Linked DNA regions of Sus scrofa: region 2 is linked to region 1. The links are chromatin contacts, called in public Hi-C maps. All regions are on one chromosome and are shown on one strand. Each heading gives the region's core, a stretch centred on a gene start, on an enhancer-like site or on the middle of the called end of the contact. The rest is flanking DNA. Distances are from core to core; before and after follow the strand shown. Region 1 overlaps MKLN1 (muskelin). Region 2 overlaps LOC110257572 (a long non-coding RNA gene).

What was found. Hi-C and Micro-C count contacts between places; a contact is called where the count stands out from the background.
Region 2: a contact with region 1 is called in a Hi-C map of liver, with 2.7 times the contacts expected there. The contact joins two enhancer-like sites. A contact is called at or near these places in 2 of 47 Hi-C or Micro-C datasets (liver and skeletal muscle) and 1 of 2 datasets of contacts at active chromatin or transcription factors (alveolar macrophages).

The regions. Positions count from the first base shown.
Region 1 is chr18:17,742,290-17,747,951 of Sscrofa11.1, reverse strand. All of the region lies in intron 2 of MKLN1 (muskelin), which reads left to right. All of the region lies in intron 5 of LOC106506781 (a long non-coding RNA gene), which reads right to left. Among named protein-coding and RNA genes, the nearest start is that of MKLN1, 87 kb to the left of the region's middle. Within about 2 kb of position 2,156, at least 18 of the 83 cell types and tissues checked have an H3K27ac peak or open chromatin away from gene starts, as enhancers often do. A contact at or near this core is called in liver, where this site is marked.
Region 2 is chr18:18,014,218-18,019,879 of Sscrofa11.1, reverse strand. The region is part of intron 1 of LOC110257572 (a long non-coding RNA gene); the gene reads right to left. Among named protein-coding and RNA genes, the nearest start is that of MIR29B-1, 23 kb to the left of the region's middle. Within about 2 kb of position 3,284, at least 15 of the 83 cell types and tissues checked have an H3K27ac peak or open chromatin away from gene starts, as enhancers often do. A contact at or near this core is called in liver, where this site is marked.

The sequences.
Region 1 (5,662 bases), core at 907-3,406:
GCTTTGTGTTTGGAGCTAAGCAAGTATCTTAAAGATTTATGTACAGCAATGCTACCTTGACCATAAATCATAATTCTAAATATCCATTATGTAAAAGATTATTTAACTAGCTTCTAAAACTGCTGATACTACATATAGTAATTATCATTAAATACAGGCTACTCAGAATTTTGACAATGTCTTTCAGTTCCTCGTGCTCTATAAATATTAGAGTTGTGTCTGTGTTTTTCATGGGGAACGGAGGTAAATACTATTTTCTACACCCAAGAAAACTGAGGCCTCAGGAGTTCCCATTGTGGTGCAGAAGAAATGAATCCGAATAGGAACCATGAGGTTGCAGATTTGATCCCTGGCCTCGCTCAGTGGGTTAAAGGATCCGGCATTGCTGCGGCTGTGGTGTAGGCCGGCAGCTATAGCTCCGATTAGACCCCTAGCCTGGGAACTTCCATATGCCGAGGGTGCAGCCCTAAAAATACAAAACAAAACAAAAAAAACAACAACAAAACCTGAGACCTTAAATTGTGGCCAAGAATAACCAGACAGAACCACAAGACAGAGTTCCTCCAGAGGTAGGGCTATGCTTTGTTTATGCTGTGCCTTGTACAAAATGACCTTCAATGTGAGGTTTTGGGCTGAGAGAACCAAACTCTAGGCCCATGCCTAGATCTGTTCAATACGACGTCCCATGAGTTGAGGAGATCCGTAATGAGGTCCTCAAGATCTACACAGTGCTATGACTTCAGGAAAAGAGAGAGAAGGAAAGAGAGAAATAAGAGCAGCAACAGTTGATTTTAACCAAAGCGAGTGGGAAGGAATTGTCAATAGCATTTCATCTAGAAAGTGAACTTTGATGGAGATTTAGATTTTTTAATACCAATCCCCTTAGATAAACTGGCTTAGTATGTAAATATAATCAAAATAGCATTCATTAAAATTGCAAAACTTATTTATTAAAATATGTAAAATAGCCAGCTGCAGCAGTAGTGACTAAGAAGTGTAAAAATAAATTATTTTGTTCAACAAATATTTATTGAGTTCCTACTATGTGTTAGGACTGTATAGGAAGTTGGAATGCAAAGATAACACAGATCCTTGTGCATTTACCCATCGAATTGGGCCAACTAATGGGCAAATAAGGAACCCAAATATGATGGAATAAACTCTTTAAAAGAGTGTTAATTCAAGGAGATACTTTACACCCATGTTCACAGCAGCATTATTCACAATAGCCAAGAAATGGAAGCAACCCACATGTCTATCCAAGGATGAATGGATAAACAAAATGTGGCCTATACACACAGTGGAATATTATTCAGCCCTAAACAGCTAGGGAAATTTCAATACATGCTAAATATGGAGAAACTTTGAGGATATTATGCTAAGTAAAATGAGCTGGTCACAAAAAGACAAATACCACTATGATTCCACATGAATCCAGAGTAAGCAAATTCACAGAAATGCAAAGTAGAATATTGGTATCCTGAGCCTAGAAGAAGGGGAAATGGGAATTGTTTAATAGGCACAGAGTTTCAGTTTTGCAAGATGGAAAAATTCTAGAGATTCCATCACAGGAGAAACACACTTAACACTATTGAAACATTCACTTAAAAACAGCTAAGATGGTAACTTTATATGTAATTTAAAAAGTAAAAAAAGTGTTAGCTTCATGAGGACAAGGGCTTGTGTGTTTTGTTTACTGTTGAATTTCTGGCATTTAGCAGAATACCTGATACACAGTAAGCATTTGACAAATATTTGACCTTCGTCTGGTTTCTCCTCCCCATTCAACATCCTACACAACACAGAAGCCAAGGCGTCTGTGAGCCAATTCAGCAAACAAAGGCACTTCTCTACTTAGAGCCGGGAAAGAGAAGAATTTCAAATATTTGTGATTTGATATTTGTCCTGGTCACACCAACTATTCTTTACTTCTCAATTATGCTTATCTGAGCTCTGTTGGCAGTTAAATTTCCTAAAGACAGATACTGTTTCTGATTCCCCAAACAGAGCTGTGATGGACTTTTATTAAGAAAAAAAAAAGTGGAAGGAAGTCTGTGAAATGAAATCATTATTAGGCTGTGAAACGAATGGCCCTGGGGCCATGCTTGCAGGTCACAGGAGGAAGGGTGAGGTAATGAGCATGTATTTGCTGTTCCGCTGCCTGGTCCCTCCCTTCACTGGCTCAGCCTGATTCTGTTGCTCAGTTTATTCGCTAGTGTTTGTGTTTTTCACTGGGTCAAAAATAGAGAAACAAAAAAAGTTTCCTTGCACTTCCTTCAGCTTTTCTACTTTTTTCGTTGTGTGTTGGGTTTCCTCTTGCTGTGATCCTTCTTCCTGCCACCTGCTAGTTTCTTTGCTCTTCTTAGCTTTCTCACTTAGGGCTTTTCCTTGTGTTCTGTAACCTTGGCTTGGTGAAGCATTTAGTGAGAGCACAAGCAGGGAGCCCACCAAGGCACTGAGGGGTTTGCAATGAGGGATTCCCATTTCAAGCCTGGGCACCAGACAGAGCTCCCTGTTGTTGGTTCTGGCTTGCAAGACTTCAGAGAAGTGCCTTGCCTAATGCTCAAGGGGAAGCCTGGAGATGAAAGTTTCCCGGGTATCTTCTGCCTCCTCATGCTGGTGAAATTGGAGGGTAAGTACAGGCCAGAGCCAACCAAAGGCCTTCCTGGAGACAGGGTCAATCATAGAATCAACTGAGGTTTCCAGGCCTAGAGACTTGATTATGTTACTTTTGCTTTGTTTTGTTTTTTTTTAAGGGCCGTACCTGAGGCATATGGGGGTCCCTAGGCTAAGGGGTCAAATGGGAACTATAGCTGCTGGCCTATACCACAGCCACAGCAATGCCAGATCCGAGCCGCGTCTGAGACCTACACCACAGCTCACTACCACACCAGATCCTTAACCCACTGAGCAAGGCAAGGGATAGAACCGGCAACCTCATCGTTCCTAGGAAGATTCATTTCTGCTGCACCACCACAGAAACTCCTGATTATGTTACTTTTTACATGTAACACTTAAATAGTAACTCATTCAACCCTTTAAATATTAACTTGTTTTAATCCTTACAACAACCCTGTGAACTGAGAAGTACTATTATCTGAGTTTTATGGATGAGGAAACTAAGGCCCAGAGAGATTAAGTGACTTGCCTAAGGTCACACAGCTAAAAAGTGCTAGGATCTGAACCCAAATTCCCTGGCTCCTGAATCCATGCTTTTAACCATTATACTGTGCTTCTTGTCTGGTTTATGTATAGTCCCCCAGGATTTCACTTGAAAATCTCATGTGTGATTGTACAAAATATCTCCTCGAAGGTATAACACCCTCTGGTAGGTACTGGGCATCCCTTTGAAATTTCTGTGCAGCTCTTGGGGTATCTAACAGGCATGTGTTCACAGGCTGTCTCCTGCAGAAGACCTCAGAATCAGACCTTCTCCCTCTCTAGGGATGAGGGTACAATAAAGCAATTTCTACTCATACAAACTTTAAGAAATACAGTTTCAGCTTATATTTAATAACAATAAAAAGTCACGCTATGTTTTATTCTTCTTATTAAGTGCCCCCCCCCATATACACACAAGCAAGAATATTACCTAGGATCTGTCTGCCCTCGGTCAGGGTGAGTTTGCACGGAGCCATCCCCACATTCTCCACCCAGGCCCTTGTGAACAGCATCATGAATTTTTTAGATGATTGGCTGGACCTGGGAGTGCAGTTCAGAGCTGTAGGAGAGATCTACAGCTGAGAGTAGCAAACTGGTCTGGAGAGAAGCCCACAACCTTGGCCTCTTTGCCCTGGGAGACCATGGTCATGGCCCTGAATATCTGCAAATCCTCTGACCTTCCCCACTGCCCTCTGGCTGTGCCCCAAATGGCTTTCCCTGCTAAGAGATGGGAGCAGAGAGAAAGTTTCACAAAAAGTTAGGATGAGCTTGGCTTTCAGCTGCTTACACGAACTCTGACTTATGTTGAGGGGCGGATCTTCTTGTCTCTGGCCTCTTTCATGACTCCTGCCGGCTTCCCTACTCATAATTTCCAAGGCCTCTGCCCATTCTCCATCTCCAGGATGCCTGTCCTGGATCTTTCCCCCACAGAGCCCTAGTGCTAATTTGGCTGGAATTGACAGAACACAAATTCCTCCTAAGAAATTAGGTGATTCCTTCTCAGGCAAGGGCTATCCTCTCAGTACTGCATTTGCATCTTAATAAGGGCATTCAAAACCAAAAAGTTAAGAAACTCAAAGGAGTGAATATCTAGGGGTAGAATTTCTGTCTCATTTACACCAAGAGATTGGTAGGAGATTGTAGACCTCCCCACATTTGTGTATGCATCTAAAACTGGCCCAGGAGTTGCCGTTGTAGCCCAGTGGAAACAAATCTGACTAGCATCCACAAGGACACAGGTTGGATCCCTGGCCTCGCTCAGTGGGTTAAGGATCCAGCCTTGCCATGAGCTTCAGTGTAGGTCACAGACACAGCTAGGATCCTGTGTTGCTGTGGCTGTGGCGTAGGCCAGCAGCTGCAGCTCAGATTAGATCCCTAGCCTGGGAATTGCCACATGCCACAGGCGTGGCCCTAAGGACAAAAAATAAATTTAAAAATAAATAAATAAAACTGGCCGTATTGTCAATGTCAGGTCCACAGACATTCTCAGATCCAGAGTAAAAACATTCACTTTGGTGCAACAGCTATTTCTCTCTGAGTTTATTTTTAGGACTCATCAAATCCTAAGACCCAGATCAGGACATGCTAATAAGCTCAGTTTACTGGCAACTATAGCAGGGTCCTTTGTCAAATGGGGTATTTCCTCTGACGTCACTGGACTACTCATCAGCTCCAAGGTGGGACTTTGCCAGGAAAACCTGAATCGAAGAGGAGGCTTGGCTTTCGGGGAAGAGGGCCTGTGTCCTGGCAGAGGGTGTGTCTGCTCCAGGCAGTCCTCTCAGGGTCGCTGACTCTCTGGGTTAAGGCACTTTGACCCAAGAGGGAAAAAAAAGGTGTAAAGAGCAGGGGCTACAGCAGTAAGCTCTTACAGGACGGGACTTGTGAACTGGTAGGATGGTGATGGCCTCAGCTCTACCCACCTCAGCTGGCAGAGGCCTAAGCTGTCTTCCCTGCCCACCCCTCCTGCTGTCTCCCCCCCACCCCCGTTTCTCCCCCTATTCTGAAGAACAGCTGCCTAGGTGACACTTTTTATTTCCAAAACCTTCTTTGTAGTTCTTCCTTGACTCCGTTCTCAAAATATTCCCTCTCTTCCTCCTTCAATGCCAGACTGTTGGCATCTGTCTCTCCGTCTTGTGCAGACTGCCATCTCTGGCTCACCACGGTTTTATAATTGCCTCTGGTTAAAGTTTAAATAGATGGGTTTCAGCCCAAGAGAAAAATGTAAACAAGACCTTTCTGCAGTCTTTCAGAACTGCTGACTTCCAGTGCTTTTGAATTCTGTGCTAGGAAATTCATTCAGCTCCTCCCTAACTGAGGAACTGAGAACCGCCACTGGGCTTTCAGAGACGGGAGAGGCACTTTGAAACCATTGAGAGGCTTTTAGATGATCTACTCTTTTCCTTTTAACTCAATTAAGCCATCAGGATCCAGTTCCCATTCTAGGCTGTTTGTCTGGTGTCCTGAGGTGATAGGAGAGTTAAGCAATCTTCACGAACTGGCT
Region 2 (5,662 bases), core at 2,035-4,534, 270 kb before region 1:
TACCCCCCAGAAAACAAGAGCAGCGGCAGCCAGCCTGGCCTGCATACGGAAGATTCACCGCCAACACCTTGAAACCTGGAAAGGATCCACCCCAAGTCCCAGTAAGGCTTTTGCTGGAATCGTGGGTGGGAGGATGCCAAGAAGGATGGGGAGAGAAATTAAAGTCTGCTGATTCTCTCTCTGGGTCGCCTTGGTAAGGACACGAATAACACACAGCTTTTGTCATAGATGCCAATACCTGTATTAAGACTGGCCTTGGCATATTCACATGGTTGGTATGTTACAGCATAAAGTCTGGGGTCAGAGACTTAAGCTCAAGACCTGGTTTTCCCACACCGGGTGAGCTGATGTTTCCCTGTCCGTGGGCTGGGGTTAAAGAAACTGACCTCCCAGAGCTGCAGTGAGGATTCAGTAACGCAACATGGTCATGTACCTTATAAGTTGTCAACACTAGCCACTGTATCTGTGAGTTTCCACTGTCACCGAGTATGTCATTTCTACCTCTCTCTCACTGGAACTCTTACTGCGCATCTGCTATGTGTCAGGCACTGCCTTGTGTGTCAAGGTGTTCATCCAAAAGTAGACGAGAACAATCCTGGCTCTTATGGGACCAGTGCAACCAGGGGAAGACAAACAAGAAACCAACAGGAAGTTAGAACTTAGCGTGATGTGCGCACAGAGGGGAAAGCAGGGGGCGGGCGCTGTGGAAGCCTGCGGGGCACTCAGCCCAGTCCTGAGCAGTCAGGGAAGGCTGCCTGGGGGAGGTTTCAGCTGAAGCGAACAGTTGTGGTTGGCTAGGAAGAGAGGGAAGGAAAGAGCTTCCACGCAGGCGGCGAGCACCTCCAACTTCATCTGGCTGGACCAGAGACCATCGAGTAGGGTAAGGATGAGACCAATGCACGAAGGGCCTTTGGACCACATCAGTGCAAAACCAGCCTCCCTGACAGAAGTGTTACATAGTCAAGCAGCAGCAACAGTATCACAAGACAACAGATTTCTGGGTCCTAACCATGCACTTAAATTATAGGGCCTGAACTGACTGGAAGGTACTGTGAGCTTCTACTCATTTCCAGCAATAAAAGAAAAGGGGATTCCATCATTGGCTACACCGATTTTTTTTTTTTTTTTTTTTTTTGTAGTTGGAATAGTTGCTTTGTTAATTACCTTTTACGGACATACTCTTGTCTTATAACCAGCAGCATGTTGGCTGGAGCCTGGGGGGGCGGGGGGCGGGTTGTGGTAAGATGTACCATTAGTGCCAAGCTGTAACCAACCAGGTGATCTGGGGCAAGGTAAGGCATGAAGATGCCCAGCTTTGGGGCTGCATCCACCCTCCCTGAAACACCAAAACCACCACAAAAGATAACTGCCTACATGAAACTGAGTGGCCCCCAAAGGGTAACAATACCTCCAGAAGATGAGTCATTTATGGAAACCGAATAGGATACAAATGAAGAGTTTAGGTTCAGGAGCCAGAGTGCTGTGATTTGAATCCTGGCTCCTCCACTTAACTAGCTGTGTAATCGTGGAAGAAATGATGTAACCTCGCTAATCCACAGTTTCCTATCTGTAAAATGGGTATAGTAATAATACCTGCCACACAGGATTGTTTATTAAAACAGACAGCCACGTAAAGTACTTGGCCTGGTGCCTGGCATACGGTGCCCAGCTAACAGTGTCAGCTACTGTTGTTACTATTACTCATCTCTTGCACCTGTGTTGGGCTGAGGTCCGTTCTCACCTACTGCTTCCATGAATGAAAAATCAGAGGCTTGAACACAGGAATGAATTATCCCTGTTAATCCTGATCTTGCAACACTGAGGCCACAGGAAATACAACTGCAGTGACCTGGGATCCTGCATTAGTCATGACTGGTACATACTAGGTTACAGCTAACTGATACTTTATTTATTTATTTGGTCTTTTTGTCTTTTCAGGGCCACACCTGCAGCATATGGAGGTTCCCAGGCCAGGTGTCCAACTGAAGCCGGAGCCACCGGCTTACACCAGAGCCACAGCAATGCAGGATCCTAGCCATGTCTGTGACCTACACCACAGCTCAAGGCAACGCTGGATCCTCAACCGGCTGAGCGAGGTCAGGGATTGAACCTGCATCTTCATGGAATACTAGTCAGGTTTGCCAACCCCTGAGCCACGATGGGAACTCTTGACACTTTTATAATCAAAGTGGTAATATTTCTGACAGGGCCCTCAGTTAAATCATAAAGATTCCATCCTGGAAAGAATCCTTGATCCATCTAAAACCTTGTTACTGTGTCCTCTGTTGTTATTTTTAATTCCTGAGAGTAACACCACAGTGTATTTCATTAGGGTTTCTCTTCAGCATCTCTATCTTAAAAGCTAATGTACTCAAACTTTGCTTTATATTTAAAAACTTCAGGCTTTAATTTAAACTCATTTTCGATGTTTCTGACATGTTCACCCCCCCCACCTTTGGAGACACTAGGTTCCAAATGGGTACAACCCAGCTTATTAGGCAGCTTTCTTGGGATTCCCAGTGCTAACACTGCAGGATCCAGTAAATAACTTCCTACTCCATAGCACTTATGATCTCACAAGCTTATTTCCTGCAGACCTAGCCTGGGAGCCGGATTTTAAAACTGGCGGTGGATTTAGCAAATGATTCATAAATCTTATGGTGGTGACCGGTGGAGAAGAGTGGATTCTTATGTCAGCCTGCTTTACATTTTAATAGTGCAGAAAATAACAGGTTAGAGCAGTGCTTTGTAGCTACCCTCCCTTGCTCCTGGCAAACTGATGCAAGCCAAACACACTCCATCCTTTACCACCAGTGTATCTGTGGCGCGGAAGGCTGCCCTGGGCTGTGGGCAGGGTGTGTCTGGGGAGGTGGACAGCAGAGTTGGGAGGGTGGGGGGCTTCCCCAAAGGCCAGGAACAGGAAACAGCTCTGCGGGTTTGGGAAGCAACAGGCTGCGTCTTGCTGGAGTGCAAAAGCGAGAGGGGATGGTGGCGGGAGGGGGGGGGGGGACTCAGGTTACGGAACTTTTTTTTTTTTCCTGAAAAGTCACTCTAATAGGATCTCTCTTCTGAATACTGACATCACTAGAACATCCATTTAGATTACCTTAAGTCTTTTCAGTGTAGCTCTCCCTCCGTTTCAAAGCACTAGTTGGCTAGACTTCTAAAATACTATCCGCCATTCATGAAGAGCAGAGAATTTAGAACAAAGGTGACGCTGGACCTCGGGCTGAGTCTCCCGGAGGAGGTCGGAGGTCGAGCAGCTTGTCCGCTCAGAAGCTTCCCGTGAGTGAGGTTTCCTCTCTGGCCCAACTCGGGAAACGCCCTCATTCCTTTCGTAGGCGCGAAGGGCTTTAACATTCCAGTTCTAGATCCGAGGCTGGGGAACTTTATCAATGCTCTTAACAACCTGGGGAGTATTATTCAGAGAAACTGGGGGTGAAAAAAAAAAACCCAAAATTGTCTTCCCAGATTTCTGAGAAAGAGGTGAATACTGACCTACATTCAATGTTCTACATTAAAATCACAGGTTTGGGATAAAGAAAAGAAGTCTTCCATATGACGCGATGAAATCAATTTATTCTGCAACAGGAAATTGAGTTTGGATTGGGGGGGGAACAACCCAGTACAAAAATTAAACCACGGTTAATTTTTAACTGTGACCAAGGCCAAATCTTTGAATGCAGGTTGCCGATTTTTCCATTGGCTGCTTGTATGCTGCACCAAGAGGCAGACGCAGCAGGTCAGTTTGCTGTTAAGACACGCTTGCAAACCAATGTCTATGCCAGGATGCCGTCAAGCACCAAAAACTCATGGGAATTCAGGGTGCTTGTCATTTAGGCTGGAAAGAGGTGACTAAGCTCCTTGACCTAAGGTTTATTCGACCTAATCACTTGCCGTGAACCAGAGACACTCAAAGCCAAACATTAGTAGGGCAGGTCTGGGACAGGCTGCCCTGGGCAAAGCAGCCTTCACGCTAAGGGCTCCTGTGGCAGAGCCTGATAACAGCCGCTCAGGAAAGTGGCCTGACTCCGGCAAAAGTCTTTCAAAGCCCACTGTGGCCCACAGGCCCCCTCACCAGCTCCAACAGGCCCACCCACCACAGACTCCCACAAGCATCTCGGGGTCTACTCTGTGGCCTTTCTATCTCTTTCTTCAATGTCCTCTTCAGTTTCAGCCAAAAGAACAAAAAGCAACTGTACTATAGTGAGGACGAAGCCCTTAATGGAGAATTATGTTTGAAAAACAAACTTATCGTTGGAACCCTGAAAAGTCAAACTCATCTTCACAAATTAAATGACCATAACAAACCAGTTTCTCTTGGTATCTATTGTGACGTTCACTCTTTTACTGGATTAATATAAATTGCTAAACGTTTCCTGGAAATCAAAGCTACAAATTAGAAAAAAAACAGAATGATAGAAAATGTCTTTGATAGTCCAGTTTTGATTTCAAATAATGATTCGGGAGGTTTAAAAACTACCACATGAATAAATAAATGATCAAGTTACTAAAATGTTAATTGTGGAATCCAGTTGGTGTATATATGGGGTTCATTACAAAATTCTTTAGACTTTGCTGTATACTTGAGATTTTTGTAATAAAATGTGGGAAAAAAGTATTATATCCTCCACTCGGGTGCTAATATCCACCAAAACTCATGGACTCCTGCAGCTAGATACAACAGTACAAGGTTTTGAAACATAAAAGAAGCATCAAAGATTAACTGGGAAAATATAGATGACTCAGCACACAATGTTGAGAGATCTACTGTGTGAAAAAAAAGATCTATTCAGATCTTTTTTTTTCAGACTTTACTTCTAATTTGGTGGGCTTTCTCCAAGAAATTAAAAAATTTTAATTAAATGAATATTTTCTAACTTCCACATGGGAAGGAATTCCTAAACCCAAGGTAATGGAAGTCACCCCAGAAAAAAAAAAAAAAAAAAAAAAAACAAACACAGACAAAAATCATTTGTTCAGCTAAATAAAATGTAAAGATTCTTCTATATCTCAAAAAAAAAAAAGGTCATAAGCAGAACTAAAAATCAAAGAAGCTGGGAGAAATATTTCCCACAAATCTCCCTCTCACTACATACAGAAAAGATTAAGTAAATTATAGAATAGTTACATCCCAATAGAAAAGTTGGTAATGGACGTGAACAGAACACTTACAAAAATAAACAATGTTCTAATAAGCACATAAAAACGTTAAACTTCACTGATAGCCATTAAAAACTGCCACAAGCCTGGCACAAAGTGGGTACTTGTTAAATAATGGTTGAATAAATGAACCAAAAATAATGTAATGCTTTTGTCTAAAGATCTGAAAAAAGATTACACTCACTGAGAGATTATGAAGATGAGCATGTGTGTATAACTTCACACAAATTTTCTAGAAAACAAACAGGCAAAGGGTATCAGGAATCTTTAGAGTTCAACTCCTTGGACTTAATAAATTCACTGCAAGTGATCTACCCTAAGGAAATTATTAAAAATACATCCAAGATTCATTTATATTAGAAGGATAATTACTGTCACAGCAAACGAAACAACCGACAAGATGAAAAGACAACCTACTGAATGGGTGAAAATATTTGCAAATGATATGATGAATAAGAGGTTAACATCCAAAATATATAAACAGCTCATACAAACTCAA